Regions from separate parts of the Oryctolagus cuniculus genome. Here region 1 is linked to region 2. A link is a contact called in public Micro-C data. All regions are on one chromosome and are shown on one strand. The core of a region is the stretch at or near the end of the contact, and the rest is flanking DNA. Distances in the headings are between cores, read along the strand shown. Region 1 has its middle 120 kb from the start of KRAS. Region 2 holds the start of DNAI7 (dynein axonemal intermediate chain 7).

Region 1 (5,247 bases), core at 2,553-5,052, 170 kb after region 2:
GCCAATTACCCTTTCTACATAAGATACTCTGATACTTCCTTGTCTGGTCAAGCCTATTTCTTCCCAAATGCACATGTGACTCGCTATAATCACTTCAAGATTCACTAGTGGGTGTGACCCGCAGTTTGAATACCACCGTTTTGTAACAATCACTCACCTACACTGCCGCCATCACTTCCCCGTTTGCCTCCTGGACATCACGTAGCTTTCACGCACCACTTCTCTACAGGAACAGATTTAACTGTTTCACTTTCCTCCTGGGGGCGGGGGGTGTCCTGGGGGTCTGAAGCAAGGTTACCTACAGAATACAATCGATGTCCCTTAGTACAGAAACCAGAGCCAGAACCAGAACCAGCCCTCATTTGACTTCCTCACCTTCGTCTCCGCCCACTGTCATCGCTCTGTCCCCTAAACGCCCACCCCCACCTTTCCCCTCACCCACTGACTTCTTAGGTCCACGCACTCGCCTTAGCTGATCCCTCCATTCCTTAGCAGTCTGTCCATCCCGCTGTGGGCTGCAAGGCCCAGGTGCCACTGTTGTTATTTCTACCTTCCTCACCTTTCCCTCACTTCTGAGACTAGCAGGTTACCTGCTCCAACCTGATAAATTCAGAATTTCTTAGTGGCTTTATATGCATATTACCAGGTGCCTGTGTCACTTGGCTGACTATAAGCTGACTATGAGGGCAGAGTCCTCAGCATCATTAAAAGAGATAATGGGGCAGGTGTTTGGCACAACTGTTCAAACCCTGGCTGGTGGCACCCAAATCCCATTTCGAGTGCCTGGGTTCAAGGCCTGGCTGTTTCTGATTCCAGCCTCTGGCTCTTGTCTACCCTTGGAGCTAAGGTACTTGGGTCCCTGTCACCCATGTGGGAGACTTGGATTGAGTTCGAGGTTAGTCATGGCTGTTACAGACATTTGGGAAGTAAATCAGTGGAAGGAAGAATTTTCTGGCTTGTGTCTACCTTTTAAATTTAAGATAGATAGATAGATAGATAGATAGATAGATAGATAGGAAGGAAGGAAGGAAGGAAGGAAGGAAGGAAGGAAGGAAAATAATAGGGCTGGTGCTGCGGCATAGTGGGTAAAGCTGCTGCCTGTGGCACCGACACCCCACATGGACACCAGTTTGAGTCCTGGCTGCTCAACTTCCAGTCCAGCTCTCTGCTATGGCCTGGGAAAGCAGCAGAGGATGGCCCAAGTCCTTGGGGGCCCTGCACTTGCATGGGAGACCCAGAGGAAGATCCTGACTCCTGGCTTCAGAGTCAATCATCCCAGCTCCAGCTGTTGCAGCCATCTGGGGAGTGAACCAGTGAATGGAAGACTTTCTCTCTCTCTCTGCCTCTGTGTAACTTTGCCTTTCAAATAAAATGAATCTTTAAAAAAAAAAAAAAAGATAATAACCGTAAAGCACTTGAAAGAGAAAGTTGGCAGAATAAATGGACATAAATTCTTTTTCTCTTCATTCTCCTTTAAGGCCTCATAACCTAAGTACATGATACTGAGTAAACGCGTCTTGATGTCCAATCAGTCCATAACTCTCCAACCCAGCTTTTTTTTTTTTTTTTTTTTTTTTTACAGGCAGAGTTAGACAGTGAGAGAGAAAGAGAAAGGTCTTCCTTCCATTGGTTCACCCCCCAAATGGCTGCTACAGCCGGCGCTGCGCTGATCCGAAGCCAGGAGCCAGGTGCTTCCTCCTGGTCTCCCATGCGGGTGCAGGGCCCAAGCACCTGAGCCATCCTCCACTGTCTTCCCGTGCCACAGCAGAGAGCTGGACTGGAAGAGGAACAACCGGGACAGAATCCAGGGTGCCGGTGCCGCATGCGGAGGATTAGCCTAGTGAGCTGCGGCGCTGGCCATGCAACCCAGGTCTACAACTACCGCATGTATTAGTAACTTACATAGTACTTTACATTTCTCGAAGTACTTGTAGTCTGAACACCAAGGGAGTATTTTGTCGACAGGCAGTTTACCCATGGAGAAACCAGGGGCACCCAGGGAGGATCAGGTCACACTGCTACACTCAGGCCCAGGCCTCACTCCAGATCTAGCTGTGCCTTGTTTTCTCCTGGACAGAACCACCCCAGGCTAACACCTTGCAGTAACCTTCCCGACGGCAAAGCCACAGGACCTGGGAGGGAACCTGGGAGGGAACCTGGGAGGGAACCGTGAGAAACACGGGCGTGTAAAGGCTCGAGGGCGAGAGGAGGTAGCAGAGCAGATGAGGGCAAGGCTACCCGCAGAGGCGTGGCTGGTTGCCTCCCAGTTCACAGATGAACACACTGAGTGGGACTCCACAGTTGTCTGCGGCCGTCCTATTGGGGTGGGGGCACAATGGACTTCAACGTCTGGCAGGCAACTGGTTTCCCACCCCTTGTTTTCCCGTTCACAAATACCACGATAGGAATACGTACAACCTTTAAATGGTTCCTCGCTTGAATTCTCCCTCCCCATCTTCCTAAACCACAGCCAATTTCCCTTCCCAGTGCCTTCCCCGTCTGGATTCTAAAGACCCAAGGATAAGGCCACCGAGGGGGAACGCAAAGGCAGGCCCAGGGGACCTTCACTGGGGTTGTCGGCTAACTCCCAGCAACACCTCACCCGACCTCACACAAGAACTCCCTCTCTCAGGTCCCTGCGCGTTTACGGAGAACAGATTTACCACCACGCAAAGGCCTCAGCTAGGACTGACCGGCTGTACAAAGTTCAATCACTACACTGTGCAAACTGGAGCCGATGAGAAAATGAGCTGTATTTGGGTTTTGCTGAACAGTCTGTCTTACGTTAAACACACGGCGATGAAGCCCTCTGCCTTCCAGGTGCAAGGTGGCTGAGTGTGGAAGGTACCAGACCAAGGTCATCAGCAAGTGCCATAATGAGGCTCTGGGGTTCTCCCAGGCGGTGGATGTGTCAATTCTCAGGACCCGCTTCCGCAGTAGGGGACGTAAATAGGGGATGCCAGTAAGCACCTGCCCTCATTTGAGCTCACCGCTGACAAAGGCACGCAGCCTGCTGCCCAGTGCAGAACAGTCAATAGCCATGAACTAGTACCACCACCTTCTTTGTGTGCTAAGCTTCACCCAGGGGTGCAGTGGGCCAGGACCCCAGGGCAACAGGTTGTTAGGGTTACCTTTTAAGGACCCTGAACCCAGGAGTGAGGGAGCAGCAGAACAGGTGTGCCTAGCGTCAAATTCCTAATTTTCCTAGAGGTAGAACGGTGCTAATCCACAATACTCCACTGCTTGCCTGTTTGTCCCTAAAGAGCAGCGACAAGACCTCGGCAGCCTGGTCCATGAATAGAGACCCGAGACCCATGACAAGGCGTCGAGAAAGCCCCCAGCCCCTCCTGCTCGGCTCTCTCCCTGTTTCCGGCCTGCCTCCTGGGGTCGACAGGGGGCCGCGCTCCTGTAAGGACCGCAGTGGGGCACCCGGTGCGGCTCTCCAGCCCCTGCTGGGATTTTGGCCATCTCTCTCCCAAAGGACTGAGCTGTGGCTCCCAGAGAGCTCGCCCCCCCCCCTCCTCCCCAGGGGGGAGAGCTGCACGTGGCCGGCTGGGGCTGGGGCCGGAAGGTGAAGTTCCCCACCCTCGCCACTGCCCGCCCCTGGGCCTGCCACCCTGGTGCGCCTCGCCTGGCCTCTCCTCGCCAGGGCAGCGCCCAGCACACTCTTCTGGAAAAAACAATAGCCCCCAAGAAGGCGGGGGAAGCAGGACGGGGTTTAGCAGAGGAAGCCAGCGGGCCCCGCAGATGCAGCCGCGGCCACTTGGCTCTTGGCTCTCATGACGTAATGCATTTCCTGCTTTCGCACTGCAGCGTGCGGTTCGCCGGCCGGGAAGCCCGCAGACGCCCAACGCCGCGATCGTCACCGCCACTATCTATCCATTTATTTTCCACGAATGCTCTCTCGCCGGCCCCGCAAGCCCACGACGCGGCGCTTGCCAGGAGGCTTTGTTCGCCCTCCGCCCAGGAAGGCCGCCTCGGCGCGGCGAGCACCGGGACACGGCGTGGGCCGGGCTGGGGGCCGCGCGCGCCCCCTGCCCGGGGGCCTCTGGAGCAACCAAATCGCCGGCTTTGTCCGCAGCTAAAGTGTTGTCAGAGACGGCATTTCCTCCCCCTCTCCAGAAACCGAGCCAGGAAGTGGGCAAAACCCACCAGAGAACGTGCCCGGACGCTCCCCCACGCCCCCTCAGGCCGCGGGCGAGCAGCGGTCGCCCCGCCGCCGCCCCGCGCAGCGCCGCCGCCCAGCCGAGCCCGGGGAGACTCCCAAGGGCTCTTTAAATACGATCTATAAATACTACGGGCGCATGGCGCGCGCGCGTCACGGCCCAGCAGGCTTCCCATTGGCCGGCGGAACCCCGCTCATTTGCATGTCCCGCTTGCACAACAGGGCGGCGACCTCCGCCCGGGCTCGCGCGCGCCGCCGCCCCTCCCCCTCAGCGGGCGCGCGCGCGAGGGGCCGCGGGCGCGAGCCGCGGGGGTGCGGCGGCGCGTGAACGCTGGAACTTGCTAAGTGCTGTGGGACGCCGGGTGCTTCTCAGGATCGGTTTAAACAGGGCGTCTCTCTCTCTCTGCTTTCTGCGGAAAGCAAAGTTTGGAGGGGCGCAGCCGAGGGCACGCGCTCGGAGGCTCAACCACGTGGGACCCGGACACGGCCGCGTCCAATGGCTGACGACTCGGGGTGTTCAAAAAAAAAAAGGCTGTTGTGTGGCCGCTCGTCAGGGCGGGTTCGGGAAAGGCGAGCGCGGACGGTGCTTCCCGGTGTAAACCACGGAAATAATAAAATCGATCAGTGTACCAGCCAGGCGGCTCGAGGCGTCGGCGCGGACACTCCCGCGGCTCTCGGGGCGGAGAAACCCGCGTGGCCCCCGCGCGCCCGGCGCCCGTCAGGGGCCCGAGCCGCCTCCCCGGGGCGTTGGGGGCGCAGGGGCTGCCGCGCGCCCGGCGGGCCGGTCACGTTCACGTGCGCTTGCGCGCGCCTCGGTTACCTCAGGATGGGAACCGGGCGGGCGCTCGTCCCGCTGCGGGCTCCCGACAGCCACCGCGCCGGGGAAAGAGCACCGGCTTTCTATGCCTTTCCTCGTATTATTATTACTATTATTATTGTTTCCTTTGAAGAGCTGGGCCCTCACAAGCGCGCCCGGCGTGTTCTGAGGCGCCAAGCCTCTCCGGAGCGTCCTGCGACCCCCACCCCGAGGCTAAGCAGGCGCTGGGAGCCGAGGCCGTATCAGCCACATCAAGTCAGCGCTC
Region 2 (5,352 bases), core at 2,803-5,302:
CAGTATTTTTACACTTTGTGTTTCTGTGTGGGTGCAAACTGATGAAATCTTTACTTAATACATACTGAATCGATCTGCTGTATATAAAGATAATTGAAAATGAATCTTGATGTGAATGGAATGGGAGAGGGAGTGGGAGATGGGAGGGGTGTGAGTGGGAGGGAAATTATGGGGGGGGAAAGCCAATGTAATCCATAAGCTGTACTTTGGAAATTGATATTTACTAAAAAAAAAAAAAAAAGAAAAGCTCAAAGAATAAAAAAAAAAAAAGAAATACAACTTAAGTAAAGCTTTATCCTAGCCCCCCCTCAAAAAAAATTTGGTTCTTTGACAGATCCTGCAGTACATAGCTCTACCTGTATAGTCCCCTAGGGTGTATTACCCAAAAGTAAGAAATGATACATACAAAAGTATTTTTAAAAAACGTGACGCCAGTGCCGCGGCTCAGTAGGCTAATCCTCCGCCTTGCGGCGCCGGCACACCGGGTTCTAGTCCCGGTCGGGGCACTGGATTCTGTCCCAGTTGCCCCTCTTGCAGGCCAGCTCTCTGCTGTGGCCCGGGAGTGCAGTGGAGGATGGCCCAAGTCCTTGGGCCCTGCACCCCATGGGAGACCAGGATAAGTACCTGGCTCCTGCCTTCGGATCAGCGCAGTGCGCCGGCCACGGCACGCCAGCCGTGGCGGCCATTGGAGGGTGAACCAACGGCAAAGGAAGACCTTTCTCTCTGTCTCTCTCTCTCACTGTCCACTCTGCCTGTCAAAAAACAAAAACAAAAACAAAAACAAACTAACGTGATGCTGTTTCACTGTAATATTCCTAGTAATATTTCATTACAATATTATAATATTGCTGTAATACCATACACCCTAAGACTGAATGATAAGTGGTCACTTAATAGATTTCTGAGTGATGTCACTTTTTCCCCAGCTAGAATTTTTTTCATGAAGAGATACTAAAATGAGAATAAGTTCTGTATATGCAAGATTTTATGCTATCATATTAGAGAGACAATATAGAAAAAATGGAATACACCTAGAATAACGGTTCAGAAAAATTGTAATAACCTACATGTATGTTGGTTCTTATAACTTAAGCAAATTTTTGATATATAAACTGCTTTGAATTTGTTTTTAGAAAGGGCAAAGATTTCAAAATTGTTAAAATACATTTATGCCTCGGTTTGCTTGCCAGGAAATGTTGTACTTATCCTTGTTGGTTATTTAGAATCATAAAAGTCTAACTTTAGCTCAGGAACAAATAATGCAGATTAAGATGCCATGTAGCATTTATTGTGTGCTGTGTATTAAGCACAATAATGTAGTCTTTAGAATTTTTCTTTGACAAGAAAATGATGTAAAATTATAATTATGCTTGTGTCATATCTCAGTTTCTCAATTAATCTAAGTATAGTTGTTAAATATGAATTGGGTAAATTAAATGAGACAAATGTTTCTAAAGATAAAAGTATTCTTAACTTCTTAAATTCTATAAAAGGGACAGTACCTTTGGTACTATTGATAAATATATTTTCATTAGTTGTTGATATGTGACAAAAACTTCAAGACTGCTTGAAAGTAAGTAAAGCTGGGGGGCCGGCGCTGTGGCATAGTGGGTAAAGCCTCCGCCTGCTAGGACCCAGAGTTTACCGGACTGAAAATAGCTCTCCGTTGATTCAAATTAAGGTGAAGTCCTACAGGAAGAGGGTGGGCCCCTCGTCCAATGCAGCTGGTGTCTCCACTGAAAGGGGCAGCGTGGGCATAGGCGCCCAGGGCAAACACCATGCAGAGCCTGGAGCCGCCTGAAGCTAACAGCGAGGTCTGACCAACCCCTCGCCAGCGCCTGCAGAGGGAGCAGAGCTGTCTGCATCTGGGACTTCCAGCGTGCAGAACAGAGCGGCTCTCCTCGCTCACGGTTTAACTACCCACTTCGGGGGTACTGCCTTGTTAGGCACCCCCCAGGAACGCACTCAGCGGATCTGGAGGGGAGCAGGCCGCAGCACGTGCAGGTTCTGTAAGTACTTCAGATGAGACGGAAGTGCAGGGAGCAGCCCACGGGCCGCACTTTGAGAAACACTGCTGGAAGCTCCAAGAAGACGCTTAAGCACGCACGGGAAAGTAGCAAGTAGATGCGTGCCCCTCCCCGAGTTTATCAGCACTTAGAGATGGGCGTAAGCTCCATTCGCACGTTGCCAGGAACGCGCCCCTCTCTCCCTTCCCTTCCCTTCCCTTCCCTTCCCTTCCCTTCCCTTCCCTTCCCTTCCCTTCCCTTCCCTTCCCTCCCCTCCCCTCCCCTCCCCTCCCCTCCCCTCCCCTCCCCTCCCCTCCCCTCCCCTCCCCTCCCCTCCCCTCCCCTCCCCTTTCCTTCTTTCTTTTTTTTTTTGCCAAGCAGCCCTTTATCAGAATCCCAGCATAGTCTCTGCAGCCAGAAGCCCTGGGCATGGCTGGCCAGGTCCGTCCCGGGCGCCGGCAGCCAGGGCAGGCAGCCCTCACATGAGCAGGCACTGAGCAGGGGCGGGTCCCCGTAGGCCCCGACGCCACAGTCGGGGTGGGGGCTCTCGGTGTCAGCAGGCAGGCTGTGCTCCGGGGGCTCCGGGGCCTCGGGCCCGGCGGCTGGAGGACGCTGTAGCTTGGCGGCCGCTCGCTGGCGCTTCAGCTCTGCCAGGGTGTGGTGGGCCTTGTCCCGGGCCGGGGCCTCTGGCGTGCTGTTCTCCAGAGGGCTGAGCTGGTAGGAGACGCTCCGGTCCAGCCGCTTGGAGTACAGGTGGCCCCCTGGAGAGCCCCCTACTCGGCCGTTGTGTGGCCGGAGCACCTCGGGGTTGTCCTCCAAGGGCGCTGGCTGGAGCTCAGCGTCCGCCCGGCGGTCCTCGTCGTCCTGTGGCGGCGCCGGCTGCTGCCACACCACGGCCTCTTGAGCGTGCTCCTTGCGGTACATGTCGGTGCGCTGCGTGAGGCTCACCCTCCTCACCACCTTCCCGCGGCTGCCTGCGCTGGACGTGCGCCGGCGCAGCAGGGAGCGCTGGCGGCCCTGGGAGTGCAGGAGGGCGTCGTGCTTGTGCTTCAGCTCCAGCAGCTTGGCCCGCACCTCCTCGTCGCCGCACACGTCCAGGGGCGTCTCATCCAGCAGGGACTTCGCATTCAGGTCGGCCCCGTGCGCCACAAGCAGCTCCACCAGGTGCACCTGGCCCCAGTAGGCCGCGGCGTGCAGGCGCCCCACTCTTTCTTTCCACCATTTACACTGGGTTCAAAGCCACCACTCCTTCCTTCCTCTGTCTGCCTCCCATGCACCCATTTCCCTTCCAACTGTGTGTTACCCCATTTTAGATGCTTCCGACTGAGACGGTTATAAAGCCGCCTCGCAGATACTTTGTTTCATCTGTCTCCCACAGCCAGGTTGTCACATCCATCCGTGCATTCTTGGCTTGCAGCCCAGCGCCAAGCAAACACAACACACTTCATGTGTTCCCTTAATGAATGAATGAAATAACTCACGCCGTAATTACACCCTCCACCTGCTCCGGCTTTAACCATAGGCGATGTCTTGGCGGAAACGACATTGACAACCGTGGGGAAGAAGAGAGTCTCACGGCTGCCTATCAGCCGGAGAGAGCCCTGGGGGAGGAGCGCATTAAACCAAGAAAGAAGCCTCAGCATAATTAACGCGAGCTGAGTGTCTGGAATCACCAAGAGCCCATACAGACTCCCACAGAAAGCCACATGAGAGTACATCGCACCAGCTCAACGAACGACTGAGGCGGCAGGAGAACAACCCCGCCAACTGGGGCTGCAGGTGGCCAGGCTGCGGCCAACGCTCACGCTGACCCGTGTGCGACACTGGGGCGCCGAGTGGCCGCTCCGGCCGTCTCCCGTGTGCAGACGCTAACTCGGACTCCCCCCAGGGGCCAGACAGGTCGGCGGTCACCACCCCGGGAGGACGCGTTCTCGCCTCACCTTATCCGCTCCCTTGGGCTCTTGGGACACCATTTCACCCCGGACAAGCAGAATCAGGGCTCGCCCCCTCACCCGTATCCCTCATTGTCCCAACTCACCATGAGGAGGCGGTGGCCAGCGTCCTCGGTCCGCGGTCAGCGAAGGAGGTTGTGTGGACAAACGCTGCCCGGTTGTCACGACGACAGGCCCCGCCCACTCGGGGGGCTCCAAGGCCGGCGCGCGCGCAGCGCCCTGCGCAGTCGCGCTGGGGTCCTTCCGGCTGGCGCTCCTCCCCTTTTGGTGACGGCTGGATCCGCCCCCTTACCGCGCCCCGCCCCGCTCTCGCGGTTGACTGACGGAGCCGTGGAAGTGGTCGGCGGCGTTTACGGCTGTGGCGTGCCGGAAAGTGCGTGAGTGGCGGCGCCCGGGCGGTGCGGCGTTTTCCGGATCCCGGGGCTTGGAGGTGGCGGTGTGCTCTGGGCGCGGCCCGGCGGCTGTGGGCAGGGTGTCCCAGCGTCCCCCGACGCTGACAGCCCGTCGTGCTCACTGTTTCCCGAGCGGGTGTTGGGGCGGGTCTTCCCGGGGGAGGGTTTGCGATTGGATCCAGCGACTGGCACCCTGGGGGGCTGCCCACGGCCGGGGCAGGAGGGGCACGGGGCTCCTGGTTTGGCCAGGGAGATGAAGAGGTAGCTGAATTGGCTCTAGAAGGGCTGTTGACTTTGAGATGGGTGACCTTCGGCCTCCTCTGCGCTCGGGGTTCTGTTTACTTTCCGGGCGAAGTAGACGCCCTGTTCCCGAAGGGCAGCCCGGAGCAATTCTGGGGCAAGCCGTGGCCTACAGAGGAAGATCGCCAGGCCCAGCGAGAGCGCAAGGTCGCAGGCCGCTGTGCCCACCGGCGGCACGACCTTCGCACCTGCCGCCTCCTGCCTGGCTCTCTACACCCCGGGAAAACCAGATGCGGTGACGCCACGCTGGGCTCCCTCTCCCTGACCCTGCAACCTCTCTCAGCCCTGCCCTTGGCGGGAGGAAACAGGGACAGTGTCACGGGACACCGCTCCCCCGGTCCTGGGAGCAAGATGCAAGCACCTTACTGGGACTTTTAGTTCTAATGTAGTCTCCCGTGGCTACTTGGTCTGGAAGTCTGTCTGCTTGGTTTTGAATTAATCTAACAGTGCAGAATGCAAGCCTGCCACAGTAGGATGGATCGGTGGGAATAAGGAGGCGCCAGGGTGACCCCCAGTTACCTTAGACTGCTGGGACTCCAGGAGAGACTCTGAAACCCGCCTCCCTGCCCGGGAGGAGGCACTGCGGTGGGGTGCTGGATTCCGGGGGCGAGCCCGTGTTCGAGGAGTCACAGCTTCGTTTTCCTCAGGCACCTGGACGGGCTGCCGAACTGCCAAGGCCACCCCGTGCCTGTCCTGTCTTCC

The links. Hi-C and Micro-C count contacts between places; a contact is called where the count stands out from the background.
Region 1: a contact with region 2 is called in a Micro-C map of ear pinna, with 5 times the contacts expected there. The contact joins the enhancer-like site here to the promoter of DNAI7 in region 2. A contact is called at or near these places in 4 of 6 Hi-C or Micro-C datasets (ear pinna, psoas muscle, skin fibroblasts and 1 more).

Annotation. Positions count from the first base shown.
Region 1 is chr9:122,667,584-122,672,830 of mOryCun1.1, forward strand. No RefSeq gene overlaps it. Among named protein-coding and RNA genes, the nearest start is that of KRAS, 120 kb to the left of the region's middle. Within about 2 kb of position 3,803, at least 8 of the 8 cell types and tissues checked have an H3K27ac peak or open chromatin away from gene starts, as enhancers often do. A contact at or near this core is called in ear pinna, where this site is marked.
Region 2 is chr9:122,498,678-122,504,029 of mOryCun1.1, forward strand. DNAI7 (dynein axonemal intermediate chain 7) reads right to left here and starts at 4,053. Exons shown (of 19, transcript XR_011379032.1): 1 at 3,947-4,053. KRAS (KRAS proto-oncogene, GTPase) reads right to left here. Exons shown (of 6, transcript XM_070049515.1): 6 at 4,211-5,352. It overlaps ETFRF1 (electron transfer flavoprotein regulatory factor 1), which reads left to right and starts at 4,286. Exons shown (of 3, transcript XM_002712703.5): 1 at 4,286-4,331. It also overlaps the pseudogene LOC138843732.